Linked DNA regions of Gossypium hirsutum: region 2 is linked to region 1. A link is a contact called in public Hi-C data. All regions are on one chromosome and are shown on one strand. The core of a region is the stretch at or near the end of the contact, and the rest is flanking DNA. Distances in the headings are between cores, read along the strand shown. Region 1 has its middle 80 kb from the start of LOC121231746. Region 2 holds the start of LOC107962154 (vesicle-associated protein 4-2).

What was found. A called contact is a pair of places that touch in the nucleus more often than the background predicts.
Region 2: a Hi-C map of leaf shows a contact between it and region 1, with 7 times the contacts expected there. The contact joins the promoter of LOC107962154 here to the enhancer-like site in region 1. A contact is called at or near these places in 2 of 34 Hi-C or Micro-C datasets (both in leaf).

The regions. Positions count from the first base shown.
Region 1 is chrA06:92,216,895-92,219,937 of Gossypium_hirsutum_v2.1, forward strand. No RefSeq gene overlaps it. Among protein-coding and RNA genes, the nearest start is that of LOC121231746, 80 kb to the right of the region's middle. Within about 2 kb of position 1,512, at least 1 of the 9 cell types and tissues checked has an H3K27ac peak or open chromatin away from gene starts, as enhancers often do. A contact at or near this core is called in leaf, where this site is marked.
Region 2 is chrA06:92,409,845-92,412,887 of Gossypium_hirsutum_v2.1, forward strand. LOC107962154 (vesicle-associated protein 4-2) reads right to left here and starts at 1,428. Exons shown (of 7, transcript XM_016898415.2): 1 at 1,001-1,428; 2 at 591-661; 3 at 346-427; 4 at 83-201. The coding sequence starts at 1,244.

The DNA of each region.
Region 1 (3,043 bases), core at 262-2,761:
AATCTTAATATATAACTCCCTTAAGGTTTCTACTCAAACCTTAAGAATCAACCCTCTCTCAAAGAGAAATAAATAAGCAAACAAAAAAATAATCCTTACAAGATCAGAATGTTTGCCAATTAAGCACAAATACAAAGAAGAACACTTGAGCTAAATGAATACAATGAAAGCTCACAAGTGTTTACAAGAAAATGTATGAAAGATTTAAACTCTAGGTTGTTTTGATTTATCTTTAAGCTTTGCATATTGCTCTTCTTGTTGCTAAATCTTTGGAAGATAGTATTTATACCCTCTAATTGATTTCCAACTGTTGTGGTTGTTGTAAAAGTGAATATAGCTATTAGGGATGAAATACCAGGTCATAAACTTCACATGTAGCTACGAGTATCGATACCTACTAAAACAGTATCAATATTTTTTGTAATTGATGCAAATTTTAATGACCGTTGGAGCAGGAATATCGATACCTGAGAGATTTATCAATACTTAGCAGAGGTTACAAATTCCAGAATGTCAATTTGGTATTAATTAACAGAGGGGTATCGATATCTTGTAGAATATCGATACTTAGACAAAAAGCATTGATACTTTTTATCCTGGAGCAATTCTAACTTGTTTGAAAATGATTAAAACATATTTGAAAATGTTTGACTCAATTGAAACCATTTTAACTTGATTTTATGAAATTGCTCAACTTTACTTTTATTCAAAAACACTTTAATTTGTTATATCAAAACATATTATCCAATAAGGCTTAGTTTAACAATATGTTATGTAATTTACATTATACGAAAGCTAGATAAATAATACTATAATGTAAATATTAAATAAAGTTAAATTATTAGTATTTAAAAATTTAATAAAATAAAATTTATATAAATTTATTAAATATTAAATATTAAATAAAAATTAACATAATTTTTTATTAAAAAAATTTTAAAAATAATATAATTGAGGGTAAACCCTAACTAAACTATGAAGTTACTAAAATATCCTTACTTTAAAGGTTAATAAATATTATTATAAGGTTAGTTTCAGCATTTTCATATTTTTATATAATTTTCAAAAAAAAATGGAAAACATTATTTAAGAATCAAACACTAATAAATTTATATAAAAAACTCTTGCCATTTTACTAATAGTCATTTAATCATATATTTTTATAAATGTACTGTTTTAATGTAAAATATTTTCATTCACCTCTATTATGGGTGTGATAAAATCTAATAATTAATTAGGATAACAACTATGTATATAGTTGTAATTTAAAAAATATATATGTAATATTATTACTATACATTGATATTGACCTGAACTAGCTTCACCTCAAACATAAACACCTCTCATATAGAAATATACAATTACCATGGTTCAAATCTAAATAGACATGTTTTTCTTTTTTTATATTTCTTAGATAAGATTGAAAAGGAGTGGATAAGTGGAATACAATATTTGGTTACTTTGTCCCTTTCTATCTCCCATTGTCTTTGGTGATATAAAAGAAATTTGGGGTATCACATTCTGATGCTATCATTTTGTTTTTAGATGTTGTTTGGCCCATCTTTCTTTTCTCTTACCCATCTTATTTTCCTCTCTTGTATTCCTATATTCACAACATGCAATTCATATTTTAATATAAAAAAATTATATATTTCAAGCTTTCAATTTTTTAAATATTATTTTACAATTTGTATTCGAGATTTATATTGTTTCTTCTAATGTCTCCCCTAAAAGAATAAAATATGCATTAATATTACCCAACATTTGAAAATATCTATCCAATTATTTCTATGTAAAGTTATATATCAATTCATGAAAATATTAGTTGGTAATGGGGATCAAGATGTAGAAAAGCATCATCATCCTCTCAATAAAGATGATTGGTCAGTGGTCAGTCTCATTATCATGAATACATTTTTGACCCCAAAATATCAGCGTGGATATTTCCACAGCTTTAGCCTTAAGTGCATAAAATATCTGGATAGTGAAAAATCACATCCACAACTAGAAATCCAATTTGTTTGGTCGCAAAAGAAAAAAAATATGCACATTGGCAAAAAAGTCATAACAGTAAAGAAGAGTGGCAGGAGTACTGTAAGAATGATCTCACCTAAATTATAAGTTGCGGTTAATGTTTTTTCCATCCTTCAATTATGTAGTTAAAAATTTGATTTTTAGGCATAAAAATAAAACATATTTAAATTAGATGTTTACTTATTTAAAAAGTAACTGTAGCGGAGAGAATAATCGTTGCTACTAAAATAGACACCATAATTCTAAAAAAAAAAAAAAAATCAACTTGAAAAAATAACCCAATTTCTTTTAACTAATCAAACATTTAATTTGAATAAAAAAAATCACTCTGACACTTATATTATTTTTTTATCAATTTTGGCTCTTGTTCTTTTATTATGTATATCTTGTTGCCTCAACTTAGATTTCGATTAAGAAAAAGATTAAGTCAACCAATAATAAACTATCACGTGTCAAAAAAATAAAAAAAAATTAAAATTTAAAAAAATTTAAAAAATTTAAAAATTTATCAAAAATCATAAAAAAAATCTGAACCCAAAAAATCTAAAAACTTAGAAAATCTATTTTTAAAAAATTGTAAAACTATTTTTAAAATTAAAAATATGCAAAACTTCAAAAAATCAATTCTCATAAAATTTAAAAGTGGGTCTGTTTAGAATTTTGGATTCTCTTTTTAATAAAAATATTATAATTGCATGAAAATTTTGAAGAATCTTATTTATTGAAAATTTTAGGGACTTTTTTCATTTGTTTAAAATTTTGATTTTTTTTTTACTGAAAATTACCATAAAATTCTTTAACAATTCTAAACAATTCTAAAATTTTCTAAAAAAACCTAAAATTCCAAACATAATTTTTATTTATTTTATTTTATGAATTTTAAATTATTTTTGAAGCTTTTCATATTTATAATTTAAAAAATATTTTTTATGATTTTCAGAAACAAATATTTTTAAATTTTTATAATTTTCTAATTTTTAAGATTTTGGGTTTTTTCTCGAACTTTATT
Region 2 (3,043 bases), core at 178-2,677, 190 kb after region 1:
AGTCAAATTAAAAAGTCTTATTATTGGTTGTCATCATGTGAATAATATGACAATACAGTTGTACAGGAGAAGTTCAACTCACCAGCTCGGGAACATACTCCATTGGACCCTTCACCTTGAGACTCATGATTTTAAACTTAACCTTGCTCTTTTGATCCATTGGCTTTTCATTGTTCTCAGGTTGCTCAACAAACTTAAAGACTAGTAAATCCATTCAAACGAGGAAGTGAAATTCATAAGAATCTTTCAGAAGATAAGACAAACATTAAATATATATTAATTCCAAATTGTCAATGTATAATCAAACTAGAATTAACGGGTGTGTGTACAGAAGGAAGCAATTACCGGTCGCAATGATGCTCTCCCCAGGTGCAAGAATAGCACCTGGTGGGCGCATGAAACAACTCTTGGGCGCTGTAGTTTGAAACTAAACCAACAGAAACAAAAGGTTCATTACAAATCAAAGCAACTGTCATAAAGCACAACATCATTCCACTTCCGTTTCTAATGTATACAGAAAACATAGACAAATAACAAAGACTAATACAACAAAGCAAAATTGAAAATTTTCAAAGGTTTAAGGTTTTTACCTTGAAAGCTGTATATGACTTGCTCGTGTTTTTTATCCTGACCGCGCTCCTCACTTGTTTGCCAGGTTCATCTTCGAAAAAGAAAACGTAATATACAATCAAGAATAAGAGAAAAGATTATTTCCATTTACTTGGAAAAATTTTATACAATTTCTTCCGAAATAAATCGAATTGAAATTTTCCTGATTTAAGTCAAAAGTATTTCAAATAAAGAGTAACAACAAATTTTAGTCCGATTATATCAGCTACTTTAATCAACAATCTTGATTCTGAACAATCTCTACTATAAAATATTTTTTTCAACTTACTGTTAATTTCAAGAAATAAGCATCAAAAGTTTTGCATAATATTGAATCAAACAAACGGGAAATTTAGAATCAGATAAAAAAGCAAAGAAGAATAGTACTTACATGGAAAATAGAGCTTATTAGCCGGATCAAGTTTGAGCCGGCGACGAGTCGGCAAAAGCGACTTGGCGACAGAGGAAACGGAGTTAGCCGAGGCATGATGGTCGGATCCTTCGAGGTGAGGCTGAGTTTGAGCGGAGGAAGAAGACGTCGTACTGCTGGTGTTCCCGGTTTGTCTAAACGGCAGCTTAAAGAACCCCCAAACTTTGCCGTCGTACGATGACTTTTGGTCGGTTTCTATTGCCATCTTATCTCAAAACAAACACGAGGGCATATAGGACACCGTTTCTTTACGTTTCGCAGAGGAAGGAACTTCCACTGCTACTCGAATCGAGAAAGTCGTGACAAGGAAATGAGAGAGAGAGAGAGAGAGAGAGAGGGAGAGAGGGGGTCGGATTTTAGAGCTTGGATTGTACTGTATTTGACTTGGGAGAATTTGAAGTCCGCTTTTCCCCTTTAAAAGTCAATCAATCTCCCAAAAACGACACCGTGTCCAATTTCAATTATTTATTTTAAAAAACCGTTGTTTCGCAGGTAATATCGTCGCCCTTTCTATAAACTGCCGCGGAAAGTAAACGATTCAACCACGACTTTCAGGGTTTTGGAATGGTTTAAGTAATTTTGGTTTGTACTTTCAATTTATTAAAAGATTCACGCGTTTTTCCGTCTTCTATTTATTCAACAGGAAACAGAAATGTCAACAATAGTTTCTTTATGGAAGAAATTTCATTATAACTTTGATTTTAAAAATACCAATTTTGGTTTTATTTATAAACCGTTTTGTTTAATTTCGAAGGATTGATTACCTTATTTATTTTTGTGTTTGAAAGTTAATTAAGGATATAATAACAGAAATAATTAGTGGGAATAACGCGGAAATTGAATCATTGCCTTCATCTGGCCGTCTTTAAGTCTTAAGCAACTAGACTAGATCAGGAAAAAACTAGTAATTTACCATGAATCAAGTTAAGTTAGGCTTCAAAGGGACTTATTTCTATAAAATTATAAGATTACTCCTTATAATTTTTATAGAATTTAAGCTTTAATCCCTATACTTAAAAAGTTAAAAATTAAATGGATTCTAATGTTGAAATTTTAATTTGTTTTTAGTTTATTTGTAAAATATTGTCTAATAAATTTTGATATTTAAAGAAAATGCAGAGTCAAGAGTTCAAATTAAAATATTAAATTTAAAAAATAGAGTTAGAACAAAAAATAATAATAAACTTATTTAAAATATAAGCTTAATTGAATAATAAGCCATTAAATGATACCCTTTCTTTGTTTGAGTAAGGTACTTTGAGTTTGATTTTTTATTGTTATTGAATTAGATACCTAATGTATAATTTCATTAAAAAGAAACTTTTCAGTCAATTAAGAGCTGCTCGTATTTAGGATTTTTTTTTAATTTGAGTTGGAAAAAGGAAATTAATTTCTAAATAAAAATGGGTAAACTACAATAGAGGTCACCCAATTATGGTTTATATTTTCTTTTTTGGCTACCCAATTATAAAAAGTTACAAAATGGTCACTCAATTATTAGTAAATTTCTTTTTTTTGTCACCCAATTAGTCAATTTTCTCTTTTTTTTTATCACCCAACTATCTACTAACTATCGTAAAAATAATTTGTATTTCATCCTAACTAATAATAGCATCATTTAAGAGTCGCCAAGAGTGCTTTGCTTACAGTCCTAGAGAAAGCAGTAATTGTTGCGGCTTGGGATAGAGGAAAGTGATGGGGACAATCGAGTGGGAGGGATGAGATCTCTCTCCTAGTAGAAGAACTCATTCAATTATCATTCAAAGGTTAAATGGTGGTACCAAGTGAAAAACCAACTTTGATCTGTACAATTTGGACAGAGAAGCTTTACAATCCAAAAAGCTTTATGGCACAGATGAAAAGTATATGGAAGACAAGGAAAAAATTTGAGATCCAGATGGTGGGGCAGAATTTATTTTTGATAGTGTTTGATTTGGAAGAAGATCTCGAGACAATTATGGAGGGGAGACCATGGCTTTTTCAAAAAAAGTCTTATATTATTTG